Linked DNA regions of Mus musculus: all the other regions are linked to region 3. Evidence: chromatin contacts called from public Hi-C data. All regions are on one chromosome and are shown on one strand. The core of a region is the stretch at or near the end of the contact, and the rest is flanking DNA. Distances in the headings are between cores, read along the strand shown.

The links. Hi-C and Micro-C count contacts between places; a contact is called where the count stands out from the background.
Region 1: a contact with region 3 is called in a Hi-C map of cerebral cortex, with 2.4 times the contacts expected there. The contact joins two enhancer-like sites. A contact is called at or near these places in 8 of 39 promoter capture datasets (cranial neural crest, embryonic stem cells, liver and 3 more) and 1 of 484 Hi-C or Micro-C datasets (cerebral cortex).
Region 2: a contact with region 3 is called in a Hi-C map of brain, with 2.3 times the contacts expected there. The contact joins two enhancer-like sites. A contact is called at or near these places in 1 of 39 promoter capture datasets (the 3T3-L1 cell line), 1 of 15 datasets of contacts at CTCF or cohesin (the NIH/3T3 cell line), 6 of 484 Hi-C or Micro-C datasets (brain, cerebral cortex, cortical neurons and 2 more) and 1 of 115 datasets of contacts at active chromatin or transcription factors (neural progenitor cells).

The regions. Positions count from the first base shown.
Region 1 is chr1:164,925,562-164,928,779 of GRCm38.p6, reverse strand. No RefSeq gene overlaps it. Among named protein-coding and RNA genes, the nearest start is that of Xcl1, 8.4 kb to the left of the region's middle. Within about 2 kb of position 1,774, at least 15 of the 459 cell types and tissues checked have an H3K27ac peak or open chromatin away from gene starts, as enhancers often do. A contact at or near this core is called in cerebral cortex, where this site is marked.
Region 2 is chr1:164,474,371-164,477,689 of GRCm38.p6, reverse strand. No RefSeq gene overlaps it. Among named protein-coding and RNA genes, the nearest start is that of Gm39691, 2.5 kb to the right of the region's middle. Within about 2 kb of position 1,604, at least 6 of the 459 cell types and tissues checked have an H3K27ac peak or open chromatin away from gene starts, as enhancers often do. A contact at or near this core is called in brain and cerebral cortex, where this site is marked.
Region 3 is chr1:164,680,184-164,683,630 of GRCm38.p6, reverse strand. No RefSeq gene overlaps it. Among named protein-coding and RNA genes, the nearest start is that of Dpt, 110 kb to the left of the region's middle. Within about 2 kb of position 1,855, at least 25 of the 459 cell types and tissues checked have an H3K27ac peak or open chromatin away from gene starts, as enhancers often do. A contact at or near this core is called in brain and cerebral cortex, where this site is marked.

The sequences.
Region 1 (3,218 bases), core at 525-3,024, 250 kb before region 3:
TATGAATACAAACTTTTATGAATATAAACTCACATGCACGCGCGCGCACACACACACACACACACGTCTAATACATGCTCAATGCTTAATGGTTGAAAACCCACAAAGGAGGAAAGAGCTGAATCTTGGGATATGACTCCGATTTTATTACTGAGAAAATGACATAGGTAAGGTGTTTGATGAGTGCACCAAAATACACTCTTGGAAAGTTGATTTTTTTTTTAAAGGTTCTGTACAGAAGAGATGACATAAGAATTGTGCCTTTAAGCCAGAAAGTGAACTTGCCAGGAATAAATGATGGGGTGGGTATCTTTGCCAGAAGAACGGCAGTAAAGAAATTGAGGGAAACTGCTTCTGGGTGAGAGGGGTAGAGAGTGCAGAGAGGAAGGGTAGGTTGAGGTCAGATTTGAAAGGTCCTGAGGGATGGGGTGGGGGCGGGGGTGGGAACGGGGGGGGGCACAGGGGCAGGGGGAAAGGGGCTCAGAAGACAACATGATGCATCCAAGTTTAGAATAGTTGCTTAGAGCAGTAGTTCTCAACCTATGGGTCGCGACCCCAACGCCCCTTTCACAGGAGTCACCTAAGACCATCAGAAAACACAGATATTTACAATTTGATTCATAACAGTAGCAACATTTGCAGGCATGAAGGCTTTTTTTTCCCCCTTAATATCTTCTGGTTGCAGGGTCACTGCAAGATAAAGGGTCTCAGCATTAGGAGTTGTGAACTACTGACTTAGAAGAAGGTAGGAAATGGTTGAGAACAATGGGAACTGATAGTGCATTGGTCTGCACTGGAGTCAGGGAGAGGTTAGGGATATGTGCAAGGCAGCGATGGTCTGGCTACCTACTGAGGCCCTTTTGAGGTTTGCAGCTCGGGTGAGTGGTTAAGAAGCAGCACAGTTGATTGGTAAGATTTTGGTCTAATAATTTCTGCTATGAGTTCTGGTGAGCCCCTTGGAAACTATAATCACCAGGAAGAGGGAGACAAGAAAGGAGAGTGCTGTGGAGAAAAGCACTGTGTATTGTAGTGACAATTTTGGGATTTTGATTTCTTTAAAAACCACCGAAGTATTATGAGACTGCTTTCATTTTAATCCCAGATGTAGGGATTCGGGGCTGCCTTGGACTGTCCGGAGCTGACTGTGATTTGCCTTGTGCTCTAGCAGAGGTGTGGTTTTGCCAGCTGCAGAGAGTTTCTGTGATAGCATGACAAGTGGAATTCTGGGGACTTTTCAGAGGGTGTTTAAATGGTATGGCCCCAGGAGGTGGTGGTTCTTGGTCATTTAGGGAGGTTGGTTGCAGTTTGTTAGTAGCTGTGGTTAAAGAAGAAACAAAAGGAAAGGAATCAGATTCAGGGATTTTCCTAATTCCTCCCTCCCCTCTATCCTTGTTTCTTTCGTATCTAGTGTTAGGGAGTAAAATGTGTGTGTGTGTGGGGGGGGGAGGTAGATAAAGGATGGGAAAAAGAAGAACCCATAAAGTAGGCGAAGTCCAGCTACACTGTATCAGCTTGATATGCACGCAATCCAGACAAAGCCCAAGCTACATTTTTTTTTTAATTTCCCTATGACAGGCAATCCTTTTTTAGATGAACGGGCAAAAAAAAAAAAAAAAAAAAAAAAAAAAAAAAAAAAGAAAAAGAAAAAGAAAAAGAAAAAAAAAAAGACTGAATATCTGTGAAACTCTTGATGCTCTTTGGGGGTTGGGAGACAGGGACATACAAATGAAAAATGTATCCACTGGTGAGTCACCGGCACTATTTTAGAAGGGATTTGTCACACAGCAGTGGGAGGCAGACAGGAGCCAAGAGATGAATCTGTAATGAGAGAAAAGACAAATGAGGTGAAGGCAAAGGCTTGGGATGGGCATCTGGGACACAGGCGGGTGGGGGGATTGTAGGGAGGATGATGATGGGAAGGAGGGACCCCAGGACTTGAATCCCTCCCTTTGGTGGGAGCTAGTATACATTAGAATGGAGACTGGGAGACCTGAGGGTGAAAGGCAGGAGATGTGTCTTGATTTCCTGGCAAACCATGTTGCTCAGCATAATTACTGAGACTGAATAATCACCCTTCTCTTTGACTCTGATCTGCCCTCCATGGGCTCATTATGGAAGACTTGGTGCCAGCTGGTAGGTTTTGGGGATGTGATTGAATACATAGGGTTCTGACCTAACGAATGGATTAACTCCTTGATGAACTCATCCTATTCTGACATTGGGAAGTGTTTAAAACTAGAAAGATGCATCTTGTGGCCTGACCCTCGTTTCTGCTTCCTTCTGGATCACCACAATGTGATCGGCTCTGTCACACACTCTAATCCCATAATAACTGTCCTACCTCAGATGCCAGGTAATGGAGCCGATGAGCCATGTACTGCGACCATGAAACAAAAATGCTCTTCTTTCTTTAAGTTATTTCAAATAGTTGGTCTTCAGGATTAAAAAGAATAAAAGTAGCATATTCCTGAAGTTTGGGGCGTTGCTCAGGAAGTTTGTTTTTTTGTCAAGATGGCGAAGAGAAGTTTCACATTGTAACATGAAGAAATAAAGATCCCACGGCCAGAGTGAGGTGATAGTCTCACTAAATGTGGTGGGAAGGAAGAGTGGAGCCCTCTCTCTGAATAGATTGAATGGAGGGTGTGGGTAAAGGAGAGGTGAAAGGAGAACTGGACAAATTATATCAGACTTCTCTCGACTTCCAGGCCTATTGTGTAGCAAATGTTTTATCCTGCCCTGAATTGTAGATGTTACTGGAAGTTCTTGGTTTAGGAATCTATACTTACAACAAGGCCTTCCCGTGGTCTCTGCTCAATTCTGTTGTTACATTAGAGATACAAAAAGGACTGCTGGTATGGCCTCCAATGAGTCCTTTAGATAGTAGCTGTGTATGGACACAGATCTAAGAGCAGAAAAGGCAAAGGACACTGATAACCATATAGTAAGTGGAGTGGAGTAAGGGTGATTGTACATTTTTTAAAAGACTCTGACAGAGATGCTGCTCTCTAGTTTGGGAAGATTCATGTTGCAATGAAGGGCAACTTCATACAAGACCTATAGTGTTGGGCTTTGAGGTATATATCAGTGTACTTGTCAGGATTGCTGTTGCTACAGTGAAAAAGCATGACAAAAAGAAAGGGTTTATTTCCATGTTGTAGTATATCACTGAAGGAAGCTAGACAGGAACACAAACAGGGCAGGATCCTAGAGGCAGGAGC
Region 2 (3,319 bases), core at 355-2,854, 210 kb after region 3:
AATGCCAGGGCCAAGTGGGTGTGTGTGTGTGTGTGTCGGGGGGAGTGGTGGGGGAGGGTTTGGGGGACTTTTGGAATAGCATTGGAAATGTAAATGAAGAAAATACCTAATTAAAAAAAAGAAAAAAAGTAGTTTGCCCACCCCATGCTTTGGTTCACAGATACAGATGAAGGTGGGGGAAGGAAGGAAGCACAGCTTAAACTATTTTAAAGTATTACTCTTTATTTATGGGCCTTTAACAAGTAACTACTAGGCTCTCCTAGACTAAAACTCTACTTACACGTAAAAGCAAAATGGAGTTAACACCACTTTTATAATTTTTACTTTAATAATGTCTTTTTTTTTTTTGCAGGGGTATAGGTTTGGTTTGGTTTTAGTTTTGGTTCTTGGGACACGTTCTTGCTGTGTAACTCAGGTTGGCCTCAGACTTGGAAGTCTTGTGTCTTTGAGTGCTGGGATTATAGGTATGTGCCACACAAGGCCAGACTTAATTTTCTTCATGTGTATGTGTGCACTGTGTGTATGTGTACACATGTTCACATGGGAGAGTGCACACGCGTGTGGAGAACTGAGGTTGACATGAAGAATCTCCTCACTCATTCCCCACTTGATTTTTTGAGGTGAGCTCTCACAGTTGAACCCAGAGTTTGCTGGTATGGGCAGTCCAGCTAGATAACTTGCTGTGGGCATCTCCCATCTCTAGAATTACACACGGCTGCTGTGCCCACCCAGCATTTATGGTAGTACTAGGGGTATGAACTCTGCTCTTCACACTTGCATGACAAGCGCTACCCACTGAACCATCTTTCCAAGTCTAGAGTATTAATTTTTAATCTAAAGGTAAGCTTCTGGATTGTTTTTTTTTCTCTATATTCAAGAAGCATCTCCAATTATATCTAGAAACTTCTTTTCACATAAGGAAATGCCACTGAGTGTGCCCAATGTTGTGTTGAAGAAAGATGAACACGCAGGAGGATAGGGGTTGGGCATGGCCAAGAGAGTGCTTAAGGGTTAGGGATAGGTAAAGCAAGAACAGGCTATGACTGTGAGTTGGGGAAGAGCCACAGAGAATTTGGCCACTCAACAGAAGTTAGGGAATACTGAATGAAAACTGTGAAGACGAACAGCAATCTTTCTTTCTCCTCAGAGTCCAAGGCCAGAAGCTAAGAGGGAGCTTAGCCCCTTAGAGGAGCAGAAAGATCTTTAGTGTGACTATAGTCCACTTGGACAGTGAAGGGGAAACCTACTCTCTCTGGATGGTTGAGTTTCTGGGAACTGGTGAAGTGGGTCCAGTGTGGTGTGTTGGAGGGCCAGAAGACCCTCTGCAAAGCATTCCCTTTTCAACATGTCCTTTGGCTCGGTTATTTTCATATGTAGGAGGAATCATATGTCTTCAGAGAACAGACGTTTCCTGGAATTTAACTACTCAAATAACCAAGGCTTTAGTTCAGTGTGCCTGAAGCCTAAATGGACACAGGGCAACTGGACAACAGCTCATCTTTAGCAAACCCTGAGGTCGCCGGCTTCTGAAACAGTGTGAGTTGTTCATGGCAAGGGACCACAGAGGATCTACAGCAGAAAGGATCATGTCTCTCAGCGTTGCCATGGGGACTGCTGGCTGGGTTAACTGAATGCTCTGTGGAGATGGATTCTTCTTTTAAAGAGAAAATAGCTTCTATATTCCAAAGACTAGATGGTGGAGCAGGTAAGTAGAAAGTCTAGGAGGGCAAGAAGTGTGGAGCAGTTGAGAGTCTGCAGGAGCAGCCTCCAGTTAGGAAACTGGAGTTGTTAACCCACCCACAAGGATGAGATCTCCACCAGAGGAGGTGGGCTTTTCTCAGTTAACATCTGTATACACAGAAGAGTAGACATGAGATTTGTAAGGCTCATGTTTAATTCCATCAACTGCAGCCTTTAAATAACTCTGAGCCCCCTCACATGTCTCAAGGGTCAGGAACAAGCCAGAGGAAGGGAGACCCAAGAAGCACTCCTTTCGAAGGTGTTAAAGGCACTCAAACAAAGCCACTTGCAGCAGTGTGTGAACATGTGTGAAAAACTTTCCATGAGAAGTTATAAAGACACCTAGGCCTACATCCCTGGGCTTGCCTGCTGGCTGTCTTGCTGTTAGGACTTCAGACCTTATCACCAAATCTCTATAAAACAAATATCCATGTACATTCCATCAATAGTTAAGAGAAAATGCCTTTGATGTTTGCAGAGGTAGCTATCTCATCACCCACATGACACCGAACGGATCTAGACTATTGGGAGATAGTAGCTCAGCCCTGACATCTGCCCAAGGGAGCAAGTGTTTTAGGAGTTCTATGAACTATCATGCCCATCCAATCTGCCATCTGTCACTGGTTTACCATCACATGCTTGGTCAATGACTTCCCAAGTCTGTGCCATCTGTGAAATGTGGATAAGAGTACACCACATCCGCTGTCTATCCTTTGTCCACATCTCTCTCTCACCCTCCCTCTTTCTCTCTCTCTATCCCTTCTGTCTTCTCCTCCTCCTCCTCCTCCTCCTCTTCTTCCTTCTCTTCTTCTCCTTCTTCCTCTTCTTCTTTCTCCCTAAATCAGAGAAACAGTAAGTCTGTAAAGTGCTTTGAGCTCCTTGGAGATAGAAGCTCTATAAATATAAGCTGTTATCACTGTCACCATGGAAACACACAGAGCGAACTGTGCTGCATTCCGACGTGTGCTCAGCATAATTGTGACCTTCTTGCCTGCCGGCTGTTGATCATCAGTGCTTCTGTAGAGCTGTGTGTCCAGGTAGAGGTGGGCACCCCAGATTGACCTTGTTTCCTCATCAATTCTTCTTCACACCACTTTTAAAAAGAGATATTATCTATCTGTTTGCTAAGTAATAATCTAGGGCTGGTGGAAGGATGCAATTTATGACTGGCTTAATTTGCAGTGGACCCACCCTAGGACCTGAGTTAGAAACCAGGCTTGACAGAGAGCAATTCCAATGAGCTTCAGACATAATATTCTATTAGCATTTCCTAAAGCTGTCTCAACCCGACTCCTTGACTTCAGCACTAAGGTTATAGAACCTTGGCAGTGAAGAGGATTACAAGCCTGCATCTTTATGCCTGGGATTGGACCCTGGAAAGCAGAACTATGCCACTTGCCAACACCACTGTCTTACTGGGCCTAGCACAGTGCCTGCCATGTAGCCGATGTTTTGCAGAGGTTTGCCAACAAAGTAAATATTGGAACGAATAAGTGGCCATCCTTTCCCGTTACATAGCTGAAAGTGGAGCTGAGTACGACAAATGCATCCAAGTGTTATGTGGGACTAAAAGGCCTGG
Region 3 (3,447 bases), core at 606-3,105:
CCCATTGTTCCTGCTTTTGAGTTGTCTGGTTTTTTTAAGGAATCCTTCCAGTGAAAGAACTGTTTAGGGGCTGGGGTGACAGTAATGTGCTTATCTACCAACCAAGACTAAGTACCTGAGTTTCCTTCCCTAGAACTCACATGAAAGAAAGAGGGGGAAGCCTGACAGGGTGGCTTACGCTTCTAATCCCAGTGCTAGTGGGGAGGCAGAGACAGGCAGATGCCTGTTAGTACTTGCCAACAAGCCAGCCTGACCTGTTTGGTGAACTCAAGGCCAATGAGAGTCTTTGCCTCACAAAACAAATTCGAATTAACTGAGGAACTACCATGAAGGTTGTCCTCCAGCTTCCACATGCATATGCACAGACAGACAGACAGATAGACAGACAGATAGACAGACAGACAGACAGACAGACAGGCACACACACACACACACACACACACACACACACACACGTACTTGTACACATGTTTAATAAGAGAGAGGTCAAACAATCCATTTTTTCTCTTGCTCCAGTGTCTGATAAGCTTTGGCCAATGTTGTTCCTTCACTTGGAGATAAGTGTCTGCCCTCTTCAGTCTACTTAGCTCCTCGTTGATGCCCATTGGCAGGGTCCCCGGCTTGTTGCAGTTTCTCTTCTTAGGTCTGTTCTTTCTTGGAAACACCCCTTCTAAGAGAACTGGCACCACAGATTTCCTACATGGGCATTTATTAGTCTCACTTGCAGGCTCCTGGGATCTAGAGCTTTGCAATAAATCTCTATTCTATTCCCCATGTGCCCAGCACGGTGCCCAAACCACATTTGTTGACAAAATCTGTTCTACTCCCAAGGGGGGAAAGAGGAAGGCTGAGTGATAGGAAATATTGGATCCTGTGGTCAGTGTACAGGTCAGGGTACTAGTTATAGTTTTGTATGACTTCCTCCATACAAGAGTGCCAAGCCCAGTACAAAACCCTCAAGCCCACACGAATGTCATTCTGTTCCCAGTGCTTTGGTCTAAAGTTAGGCAGCATGCTAGAAATGACGTAATAGTCATATCCTATTCAAATACACTGAGGACTTTCAACAATGACTCTATATTCCAGGAAAAACATTAATAGGATTTGGAACCAGAAGAGCGGGTCTCAGTTTCTCGCCCACACTGTCTTTCCTAGACAAGAGGTAATAGACAACGGACCCGTGCTTAGATACCTAACTTCTTCACTTGTACAAACAGGGTATTCAGATCACATTAGCTGGCAGAATTAGTGTGTTTTGGAAAATACATTCTGTTGTACAAACCGTAGACAACACCATGAGTTAATTCTTTCTACTAAATAAATCCCCAAATGCCTTCCCTTTAATCTCCTAAACCTATTTTCATTCCCATTTCCCTAGGTTAAGGCAAGGTCTCTAAATTCTCTTAACTCCAATTAAATTAAGGGAGCCAATTTTCACAACCGATTTCATCTTAGGTTTTGTTCCTGCTGCTATGCATGATTTCTTTGCAACTCAACGTTTACTATTCCCATCATAGTATATGTAATGTATGATATAATGGCATTTTAGATTTGCATAGCAAATTTGCATAGCAGCTATAGTATATAAACCCCTCTCTCCTTACCAGAAGCAGCAAGTCCCACCTGTCCCATCAGTCACTACCTGAAATGTGAAACTCCAGGCAGGCTGCTGCTGAAACTGAAAAGAATTGGACATTGAAGTAATATACTATGAAGACAACGTGTGGTATCCAACAGCTCCTCCTACTTCCTCCCCATGTTCTTGGCAACAGCCAAGAAACATGTTCCCAGGCAGCAAGATGAAGCTGCCTCCAAAAGGTTACCCTAGAACAGTGTCTGCCTCTCAGGATCGGGCATGTCACGTCCGCATTCTACAGTGATGTGAGTTTTGGCACAGCACAGAAGAGGCTTCTGAGAGGAAGGAAATGGTGCCCTGGTGTTCAGCAGCCTCTGGGGTGCTACTTGGCACGCTCTTCAGAAGTCAATCTCTCCTAGAAGATTCTTTAACTCCCTCAGGTCACAGTGAACTTGTGCATAATGCTTTGATCCTTATTATCTTTTTAGAAAAGGGAGGCCACCATGCTTAACACACTGGCATTTTCTTGTGCCTATAGAATATGCATGATTGTGTTCAATGAGCAGGCACAACGAATATACTTAAAGCCATCTATACAAATAGCCTGCAACAGCTCAAATCTGTTTCCAAGAGTCTAATTCACACCTAGATCTTTAGGAGAATTTGAATTTCATATTGTTCGAGTATCTAGCCCATTCCAATCTCATCCTACCTCAGGAATATTAATAACTCAGGTACTTGTTTGCTAGATCTATGTATGATAACAATTGTATCTTCACTTACTTTCTAGATTATTTATAAGCATTTACTGTGGGTGACCATCATCCAGAAAGTCTTCTACTGGGAATGACATTGTCATCAGTGTTCAACTCTAGATGGTAATTGATGGAAAGTGGGAAGGAAATGGGTCCAACAGATGTTAAGAAGTCCATTAGTCTGTGCATTTGTGGTAAGCCTTTGTGTTCCAGAGTCAGCCTAGACGCTGTACCTCAGCCTTGCCATTTTCTGGCTTTATGATTTTGAGAAACATAAAATCTCTGAACATTAATGTATTCATCTGTACAATGAGAGTGACACAGGTGCTCCCCTCATTACTAAGAGACCTAAGATTCAGTCAATGCTTGACTGATCCAAAGAAGAACTTAGAAAATACCACAGAGGGTATTCAATGGACAGGGGTGGGGGGTGTAACCTTTGTCGTGTCACTTACCCATTAAACATGTGCTTGCAAAGTGTCAGGCATTGAATTCAATAAGAAGACATTAAAATATAAATAATCTCCAGTTTCAGGCCTCTGGATATCTTAGTATTTAGAGTGGTCAGTGAGGAGGTGAGGACCTAAAGAGGCCAGTGCAACACAGCAATGGTCCAGCAGATAATGTGGGCACAGCACCATCTGTGGCCACAGAGGAGTTTCCTTGACAAGTTGAAGTCTAAGATACTTAGGAAGAGGGATGTCAGAACTGGATGACAAGGAGGGTATAGTAGAGGTATGTTGGGAAATGTGACAGACAGGCATGTATCACAAACATGGAGAATTTAAAGTATTTGTACAACTGCAGTTATGATATCAGTGGCAGGAAAGAAGAAAGGCTGCATGTTCTATCATGATAGCATATTCTAAGGTCGTTGAATTTTCAAAAAGCTGCTAATACTCCAAATTTCTCTTAGTCATAAGACCATATTGTAAGTCTCTATGGTAACCACTGAAAGAATATTTAAAAGTGAATAATGAAGGAAAGTTACAAATAATAAAGATGTTTATTAACAAAAAAACAAGGAATAATAAAAATAAGCAAATAAGCATTTAAAATAGAAAAATGCATGTATTAAGATGAGAAATTGTACCCGTTACACTAAATGTGCATAGA